Regions from separate parts of the Anas platyrhynchos genome. Here region 1 is linked to region 2. Evidence: chromatin contacts called from public Hi-C data. All regions are on one chromosome and are shown on one strand. The core of a region is the stretch at or near the end of the contact, and the rest is flanking DNA. Distances in the headings are between cores, read along the strand shown. Region 1 has its middle 60 kb from the start of CTNNB1. Region 2 has its middle 8.1 kb from the start of CTNNB1.

Evidence for each region. Hi-C and Micro-C count contacts between places; a contact is called where the count stands out from the background.
Region 1: a contact with region 2 is called in a Hi-C map of small yellow follicle, with 2.8 times the contacts expected there. The contact joins two enhancer-like sites. A contact is called at or near these places in 2 of 8 Hi-C or Micro-C datasets (F5 follicle and small yellow follicle).

What each region holds. Positions count from the first base shown.
Region 1 is chr2:113,401,736-113,405,811 of IASCAAS_PekinDuck_T2T, forward strand. No RefSeq gene overlaps it. Among named protein-coding and RNA genes, the nearest start is that of CTNNB1, 60 kb to the left of the region's middle. Within about 2 kb of position 2,181, at least 4 of the 8 cell types and tissues checked have an H3K27ac peak or open chromatin away from gene starts, as enhancers often do. A contact at or near this core is called in small yellow follicle, where this site is marked.
Region 2 is chr2:113,349,970-113,354,329 of IASCAAS_PekinDuck_T2T, forward strand. It overlaps a transcript of CTNNB1 not described here. Among named protein-coding and RNA genes, the nearest start is that of CTNNB1, 8.1 kb to the left of the region's middle. Within about 2 kb of position 1,487, at least 5 of the 8 cell types and tissues checked have an H3K27ac peak or open chromatin away from gene starts, as enhancers often do. A contact at or near this core is called in small yellow follicle, where this site is marked.

The DNA of each region.
Region 1 (4,076 bases), core at 931-3,430, 52 kb after region 2:
AGAGCTTGCTTTGTTGGCAACCTTTTCCAATGTTTTATCTTTTTTTCTGTTGCTGCAAAACAAAATGCTTCTCATGCTTGTGTCCTCTGCTGATGGGTATGTTTCAAATACATCACTGACACGTTTGGAGGTGTAATGGGAGACATTTCTCTCTGCATGGCATATTAGCATTGACAGATAGGGGCTGTAACTGCCTCCCAACGTGAATGTGCCAGAGCTTTCCTCCTGGACAGTATTAATGCTCAGTAAGGCCTCTTTTATTCCCTTTTAGCTTTCTCTTCAAGCCTTCAATTAGGGTTGTTCGATACTTTTTTTTTTTTTTTTTGGTAGAAAATGGGCGATCAAATATGCACAAGTCTCTAAAACCAAAATGTTTGCTTTCTGAGGAAAATATTCATCATTTCTTAAGGGGAAAACACTGCAGCCAGAGCTAAGCTGAAGTGAATGCCTCCCAGTTTGAAATAAGAATACCCACACAACCTAAATAACTGTTTTAAGGCCCAATTTGTGCTCCTATTCCCACCATTCTGTCAAGTTGGTGCTAACATATCCGGGGACAAATGCAGCTGTCCAGGTTGACGACTGGTACATCCCCATTTAATTTAAGGTTCTGCCCAACCCGCCCAGCCATCAGACCTACAGCCCAAACTACCTCATGTCAGCAAAGCTGTGGTAAGCAACTTGGGCCATCATAAATGCTAGGGGGAAAAAAAAAAATCTGCTTAAAAATGTCTTCCATCAACAGGCTTTGCTTTGAGAACATGACCAAGCCTATGCTCCCTCCAGGAACTGAAGTGCAAACATCCCAACATAAGGTAGGTCCCAACCAACTTAAGCTAAGTCAGGGCCCGAGCTAAATAGGGTCCAGCTGCAGGGGGCAGAGCCCCTCAGCAATTTGGGCCACCTCCTGTGGGACAAAGCAGCTGCTGGATGTACCTCTTCAAGTCTCCATTTCTTTGTCTAAGGGTTGTGTGACACAGCCTGGAAGCCACCACCAGTGCTGCACAGGAACACAGGCACCAAATGCTGGATGATCAAATATTTGAGATAACCTGACCGTGAGCAGCTCATGAAGAAAACATGAATGCATGGATGTTCATGAAAAATGTGAAGCTAGCAATTACAAACCAAGAAATTTAAGGCAACTGCCAATCCCTCATAGATCGGTTGTAATCAAATTATAGGGCTATAACAAATTGGAAATTTGCTTGCTTATTCAGACTCCTAAGTACAACCTTAATGTTGTTGGTTTTTTTTTTCCACCACCAATTCAGAAACAGCAGCAAGCACTGTCAATTTCTGTAATGTGTTAGCATACCATAGGATGTATTGGCCTGGACAACTCCTGGAAATGTTCAGAACAAGATTTGTCTCCATTTTATCTCAAGAACTAATTTGTACACACTGAAGATTTAGGCAAAATGTGGGGAAAAAAATGCAGTGAAATAAGTCTTGTAGATATAAAGAGTGAGAGAATTTTGAAATTATGTTCAAGATGCCCTTTGTGGTGCACATTACCCTTCCAGAAGTAAGATTTTCATAAACATTTCCATGGAAGTTCATTTTTATTAAAAGTCATAGTAGTATGTAGTTCTCCTTCCAATATAATGCAGGCCGATATAAAACAATGTTGAGTCACTGTGTAATGTTTGATATATAATCTCTCTGTCTGTCTAGCTAGCGAGCAATTTCTCTGCAGACAAATAACTCCTCTATCTGCACAGCACACTATGTCTCTGTGTATGTTTTGATTCAAACTTTTCCATCTTATCCTTCCCTTTTCTGTGCAAGACAGGGATATTGATGTTTTCTATATTTGCTATCTTTCCTGATTTTAACGGTATGTCAACAGAAAAAAATAATAGTCAGCTCCCTTAACATATAGCGCAGCTCTAACTCTGATCAAAGTTCATTAATAAAAAATAAAGATTTGTGATTATTTCAGACAAGTGCCTAACAATACGTTGTACGCTCTACTTTTGCACATAATTAAGAGTACATTTCTCACATCTTGTTTCTTGCAGATGCAAATAAAGTTCACTTCCTCCCCTCCCCAAAGCATTTGGGAATATACTTTCTTTACACATGCTTTCACATTTTTTCCGGTATCTTACATTCCTTTGACCTAAATACTCTCCAGAAAGGCACTGTGTCTAAGGTCAATGAAACAGGAAAACGAAACCCTGAGAGCAGCCACAGAAACTGCCTTTATACACACCAGTTCCTCCAGCAGCAATGGTTAAGTTTAGCAGCAATCTATTATTAAACAGACCGGGACACTTCGGTCTAGAGAGAGATGGCTGGGGCCAAGGTGGACTACGGCAGTGTGCTGTGAAACCACAAATGGCTGGAGAAAGTATAAACAGAAGGATTATTTACTATTCCTGACAGTATAAATGGGATACCCAGTGAATTAATCAAGCGGTAGACTTAAAACAAATCGAAAGAAATCACCACCACGGTCTTACCCTGGGAAGCTGTTACCACAAGATATTTAGATAGCAGAAGTGTAAATAGGTCTGAAAGTTTATTGCACAAATGCAGGGGGTGAGATTGGTTGAACACAAATGCACCGATGAATGTCCTGGAGAAGATGAACAAAGGGTAGTTATTTACTATTTCTCCCCATTTTACTCAGTGTCCAGTAGCTTGTTTTATTTTATTGTATTTTTTTTCAGTTGACCAGGCAGTAAATGTAAAACAAACACACATAATTAAGCTGTGGCCCTGGTAGCTAGAGGAGGCTGGGAAGGCCAAAAGTGACATGCAATCAAAAAGTGATCGGACAGATTGAGATCAGAAAAGACTCTTGAGGGGAGTTAAATACCACATTATGAAGACATCCTTCAGCTCGGATTGTCAGAAGCTGGAAGCCCATGCCTGAGGAAGGATGAGCTTGAATTTGCCCTTTTCTTGCACGTTTCCTGAAGCATCTGCTCTTGCCGGATGCCAGAGACGATTCTGGGTGATTTGGTCTGACCCCGCTGGATGTTTTGTAGGTTTCTATCCAAATGATCAGTAGCAAAGTGGCATTTGGTTCGTCCTCAAAACAAAAGCGATGCTGAAAGACAGTGAAATGACAGAGGTAGTTTACAGTCCTTCCTCAGCCACAGCTTGTTTGCAGGCTGGGAGGGATGACAGCGCATCTCTGTGTGCATTATAAACCTAATGGATCTGGTCAGTGAACTCTACAAAAAATTCAGTTTATCTTTTTTTGTGCTTTTAGCTTTAACTTTTAGCTGCAAGGATTATATAAAGGTGGTGAGAGTTGCTACAGCTCTGGTAAATCTTTATGAAAAAGCTAAATTTAAAGGCATCTTTCATGTCAAATGTCTGTAAGAGATATTAAACATGTTCCAACCCCAAAGAAAGGCAGACTTTTCAGGATTTTTTAGGACAGATTTTTTAGGATTTGGCCTGCTCCACACCACAGAACTTGGGCTGAATGTTGTTTTGCGGGTGTGGTGAGCACTTATGTTGCTGTAGGAAAACAGGAGCAAAGGTGTACAGGGAATAGCAGAGCTCAGCAGCAGCAGAAAGTTTGAGCAGAGTCTGAGCATTATGTGGTTTTGGCAGACACCAGAGTCAGTTTGGGGTTGGGGTGTTGACCAAAGGAGGCTGGGAGTGAAGGACAGGAGAACGACCTCTTTCTGTTGTGTTGCTCCTCCTGTGCTTACAGAAGTGGGGTTTTGTACAGTCTTCCGAATGAACAGAGCTTCAGCAGAGATACCTGATTGCATCTCCTCCTCACTGGAATAAGCGAGAAGAGCCTGAATTTTCATTAACTCTGCAGCCTAGAGGGATAACAAGGCATTTTACAGGAACCAGAGAGGCAGGCAGGGTGGCTGTGTTCTGTTTGCAGTGCGAAGCACAGTGCCTGCACTGATTGCGAGGTGATTTGGCTTCTCGTTTTTGAGTGTCTGAGTTTCCAGCAGTGAAATGGAGATGTTCGGTCTGGCACCAAGCTGCAGGGAGAAATACTGCCTGCTTTGCAAGCCAGCTCTGTGAAGCGACACACATGCATTTTTCAACGCATGCAAATCTCTGCATACACTGCTGCAGATCTCCACAGAGCA
Region 2 (4,360 bases), core at 237-2,736:
TGTTTTTCACATTAATGAGGCTTCCTTCAACTTTCACCGCAGCTGGTATTTAATACAGGGTGAAAGTATCTTGTCAGGGTCATTTGAAGATCTCCCAAGTAAACAGAAGTAACTTGCACAATATGCAACAAAAAAAAAGTCAAACCTTACAGCCAAGGGAAAACACCCTGCATTTTCACAGCTCTAAAGAAGATGACACTATGTGTTTTCACAGCTCTAAAACATTTCTATCTTCTTCCAGTTTGGATGGCAGAAACACTTCTCTGCAGCCTTCGGTACCACAGCGTGAGTTACAGCAGCATTACTATTTTTAAGTGCTGTGCCAAGGTGTAGCAATATGAACTACTTCAGAGCATGTATTAAAAGCTAGGAGCTACCAACAGCGACAGGAAACTCAGCCTGCCTTCCACAGCACGTACCCACCCTGAAATCCAGCTCACAAGGGAACAAACTCACGAACTTTGGCTCATGACAGCACTGCTCTGGTCACTTCCTCAAGCAACATTTGCTCAACACAGTTCCCTCCAACCACTAAGCAATACCTCAGGCCAGCAATCAACTCAGTACTTGATGTAAATGCAACCAGGCCAAATTTATTGCAGCTGGAATGCTGCCAGCCAATACATTCGGGAAGTGCCTGCAGAAAGGCAGGCAATGCCTCGCAGCTGATCAGATCATGATGAGCCTCACTAACACAGAATATATAAAATTGTTCTTTAAGATCCATTGCTTCAGTCAAGCATTAGGAAATTAAGAAACCTGAACAGTATTTGTTTTGCTGACCTCTCTCAGAGGTTAACAGGTTGCAACTTCCAAGCTTTAAATAACCTTAATACATGCTGAAAGAGGCAAACTGGCTTAAATAGCCACAGCTCTGGAGTTGGGAGAGGGGTTTTTGACAGCATACACAGGTCTGTCCATGCTCACTAGGAGTTACCTCTGCTTTCAATCACTGTTTTTGCTGCTTCATTTCCATTTTTCCCCCTTCAAGCACCCCACTTTACTACTGCATCATTTTTCCTGTGTTTCTAGCCCTTGCCTTCTGCCTTCGCTTATCTAAAAACCCCTTCCAACAAGGCTGATTAGCCCACACACACTAACTCCTACAGGAGTTCAGTTGGTGCCACATCACCAAGTAGTGTTGTGCTGGCCTATTTTCAGTCACCTCAGCAATCTGAGGCCAATTAAGAGCACAGAGCAGAGTTTCTATTCACACGCTCGTTACCTAAAGCACACAGCATACAAATATTTCTGTTCTTCCAAGACTTCCAAGAAAGTTGATTACAGCTGCTTAATGAAACTGAAGTGCAGGCACCCAGTTGCCTGGGCTAGACTTCTGAACTGGGTTATAAACTGTGCTGAAAGAGGATTTACTCCTCCGAAGTGAGGGAAAGGCTCAGATTACAGGGACAGAAAGTTAGAGGCTTATCTTTGAGTCCATGCAGCCTTAAGCACACGTGACAGTATCACAGGAAAGGGGCCACCAGAGCTTCCCAATGCAGCAGGATCAGGGCTCTGCAGTGCCCTGACACTGTAAGGTGTCGCCTGATTTACCTTTCCCCTGCAAAAGGGACAGCAAGCTAGTGAAAAGTCACATCTCACCCAGCTTGTCAAGTGAGGACCTGTGTCAGCACCTTACATTTCAAGCATACAGGTGTGTTTTTGCTCCTCCCAGCCACACAACACCACCCAGAAAGGACAGAGTTAGTTTCAGTCTATCACTGAAGAGCACCTTTAACCCCTGACTGGAAGTTCAGGTACTGAAATGTATCAGAAATGGACTTGGTGAGCTTCCAGTGCCAAGTCAGCCACCTCTCAGCTTCAGGAAGTGAATTTCACTGTAGGACAGGACTTGGGCAGCTAGCACAGCATTTAGACCCTAACAGCTTGCTCAACATGTCAGGGCCTTCCCAGGTGCTAAGGTTAAATACTCTTTTAAATACAGCCCATTACAAGTTGCAGCAAAGGCACACTTCACACCAGTCTGACCAGTGAGAGCCACTGGTCAGCCAGGAAACACCCAGACGATGGCTCCAGGCTCTGGTTTTCACAGATCAGAATTCAGACCAAGCTCCACAGGTACGTTACAAAGCTCACACAGCTCATCTGGGCACAGATCTGGAGCTCTGAAGCTTGACATGCTGCTGGGAAGCCCCACGAATAAAGCTGACAAGTCATGTAGAGGTGCTCTAATACCTTTAAGACAGACATTTTATGGGAATTTTAGCCAAAGTTACCTGTTGATAGGTCACCCAGAGAGCTCAAAAGGTACTCAGCAGCTATCTCAGCAGAATTTATAACCATCAGTGATACTCTACAGAATTTTGTCTGGTGCAGGTCAGAGCCTAGGAGTGTATACTATGTTCAGCCCCATGACTGACACTGCAGACCTTCTCAGTCTCATATACTACTAGAGTATATTACTTCTGTAGTAGGTGAATGCTCATTGCACTAAGTTTTATCACTTCAGGGAAGCTATGGCATTAGTATCCACAGCATTTTTCTTCCCCTTACCTACAGAAGCACTGAGTTGCTGCAAGGAGTCTGTCAACCTAAGTGATTACATTCAAAGTTACAGGCACATGAACCGGCAGCTTCTAATAAGACCTGCAAATTCAGGTGCCAAAGTGATTTTCTCAAAGCTACACTTTGTGCACTTCAATTTGTTTGTACTCTGTAAAAATCACTGGTTGTCTCTGAGAGACACAAGCAGCAGCTATGCTCAAGCTGATAGTTCAGAGAAATTATCAGTTCATGTTGGAAAGTAATGGCTTAGAGCATTTCACTGGCAAGTACGACAACAGTAGAAAAAATCTATAATTTAATACAATGGTCAAAATTGGCTCCAAGTACCTGCGCATCCTTCTCTGTCCAAAAGAGAGAAGATGATCATCTTAACACTTACAGTAAGATGGGAGAAACTGCTTCAACTACTCATCAGGTGTTACATATCCAGCTTTAGCAAAGAAAAAACCATCCCTCCCCACAAAATGTGCCCACCAACCATTTGACAGCAGTTCACAGCCTAGTATTAAAGGACTGGTATGACAGATTCGGGTTTATGAACTTAATGCAAGTTCCTAACAAGATTAGCAACCCAATTACTCTGTCCTCACTGTTTAGATCAAATAAGCAGCACAAATTCACGCATGTAGCCTCAAAGCAGTTACTAAGTCACTTCTGTGCAGCAAGCGACTGAGATCTTTTGGTCACCAGCAGGCTCTTCTGATTAGGGCCTTCCTGCAGCATTTATTGTGCTGGAATACTTCCACAGCTGGGCAAAGCATTAAGAACACTTCTATAACCACTGTGTAAAGTCACCACTTCCTATCTGAGGGACACAGGGGCCTGCACTGTGCATGCTCCTGCCTTGCTGTGTTAGGGATGAGCTAGCAATTTTGCCTAAGGCAGAGTCTGCAAGCAGCCCTAACCTAATGAGCTTTTGGTCCATGTGCCCCCACTTTTACCAATTAAGTGGTCTTTAATGGAGACAGCAGCAGCCTGGGCCAAGCACCGCTCTTCTTATATGTGGCTAGGTAGGACTAAAAAGCTGCCACCACAACCACAGAGAGTCAAATACACCAGATTTAGGTTATTTATGTTCTTACAACACACTGTAAGAAAGTCCAGTTACAAACCACTGCCAGGCCTCAAGCTTCTTGCCCAGTTTTGAGCATCCAAAAGACAGATATAATCATTCTGCAGTCACTTGTGGCAGCATACATCACTAACAGGACTGGCAGCCACTGTATTACAGAAGTATCTATTACAGAAGTATCTTTCCCTGCTGTTTGTGTAGAATTTAAAGCTTCTACTTCCACACTTCTAACAGTGACAATGTAGCAAAGGATCTCCCTTTTTTTTTCTTAGGCTGCAACTGTGTAGCCAGCCCCGAAAATGGCTGTTAAACATTAATCTCTGATTTCAGAAACCAGAGCGATTAGTCATAATTGCACTGACACTAATGAAATACTGATGAATCTGAAAGCACACGTCCTGGGTGCCTCCGCTTGTCTGTCGGAACAAACACGTATTTACACAGAGACACGCTGCTGCTCCAAGAAGTACAGCTTAGGCAACAAACTTGCTAATGAAGCCTGACACTGATGTTTCTTCAACTCACTTTTAATTAAGGCGAACTGACAGTGCAGCAGCGTTTATCAGCACCTTTAGGATGTTAGGAGTTCTGGCCACTGGAGGGCACCTGAATAGTTGCCAGGACAATACAGGACGACTTGCTACATTTGCTGCAGAGTTGGCAAACTTGGCCAATTTACACAGATCAGTTTAGCACACACAGAAAGTCAGCCTAGAAATGCTGGTTCCAGCAAACATACCCAAACTGCACCCTGTGCATTTG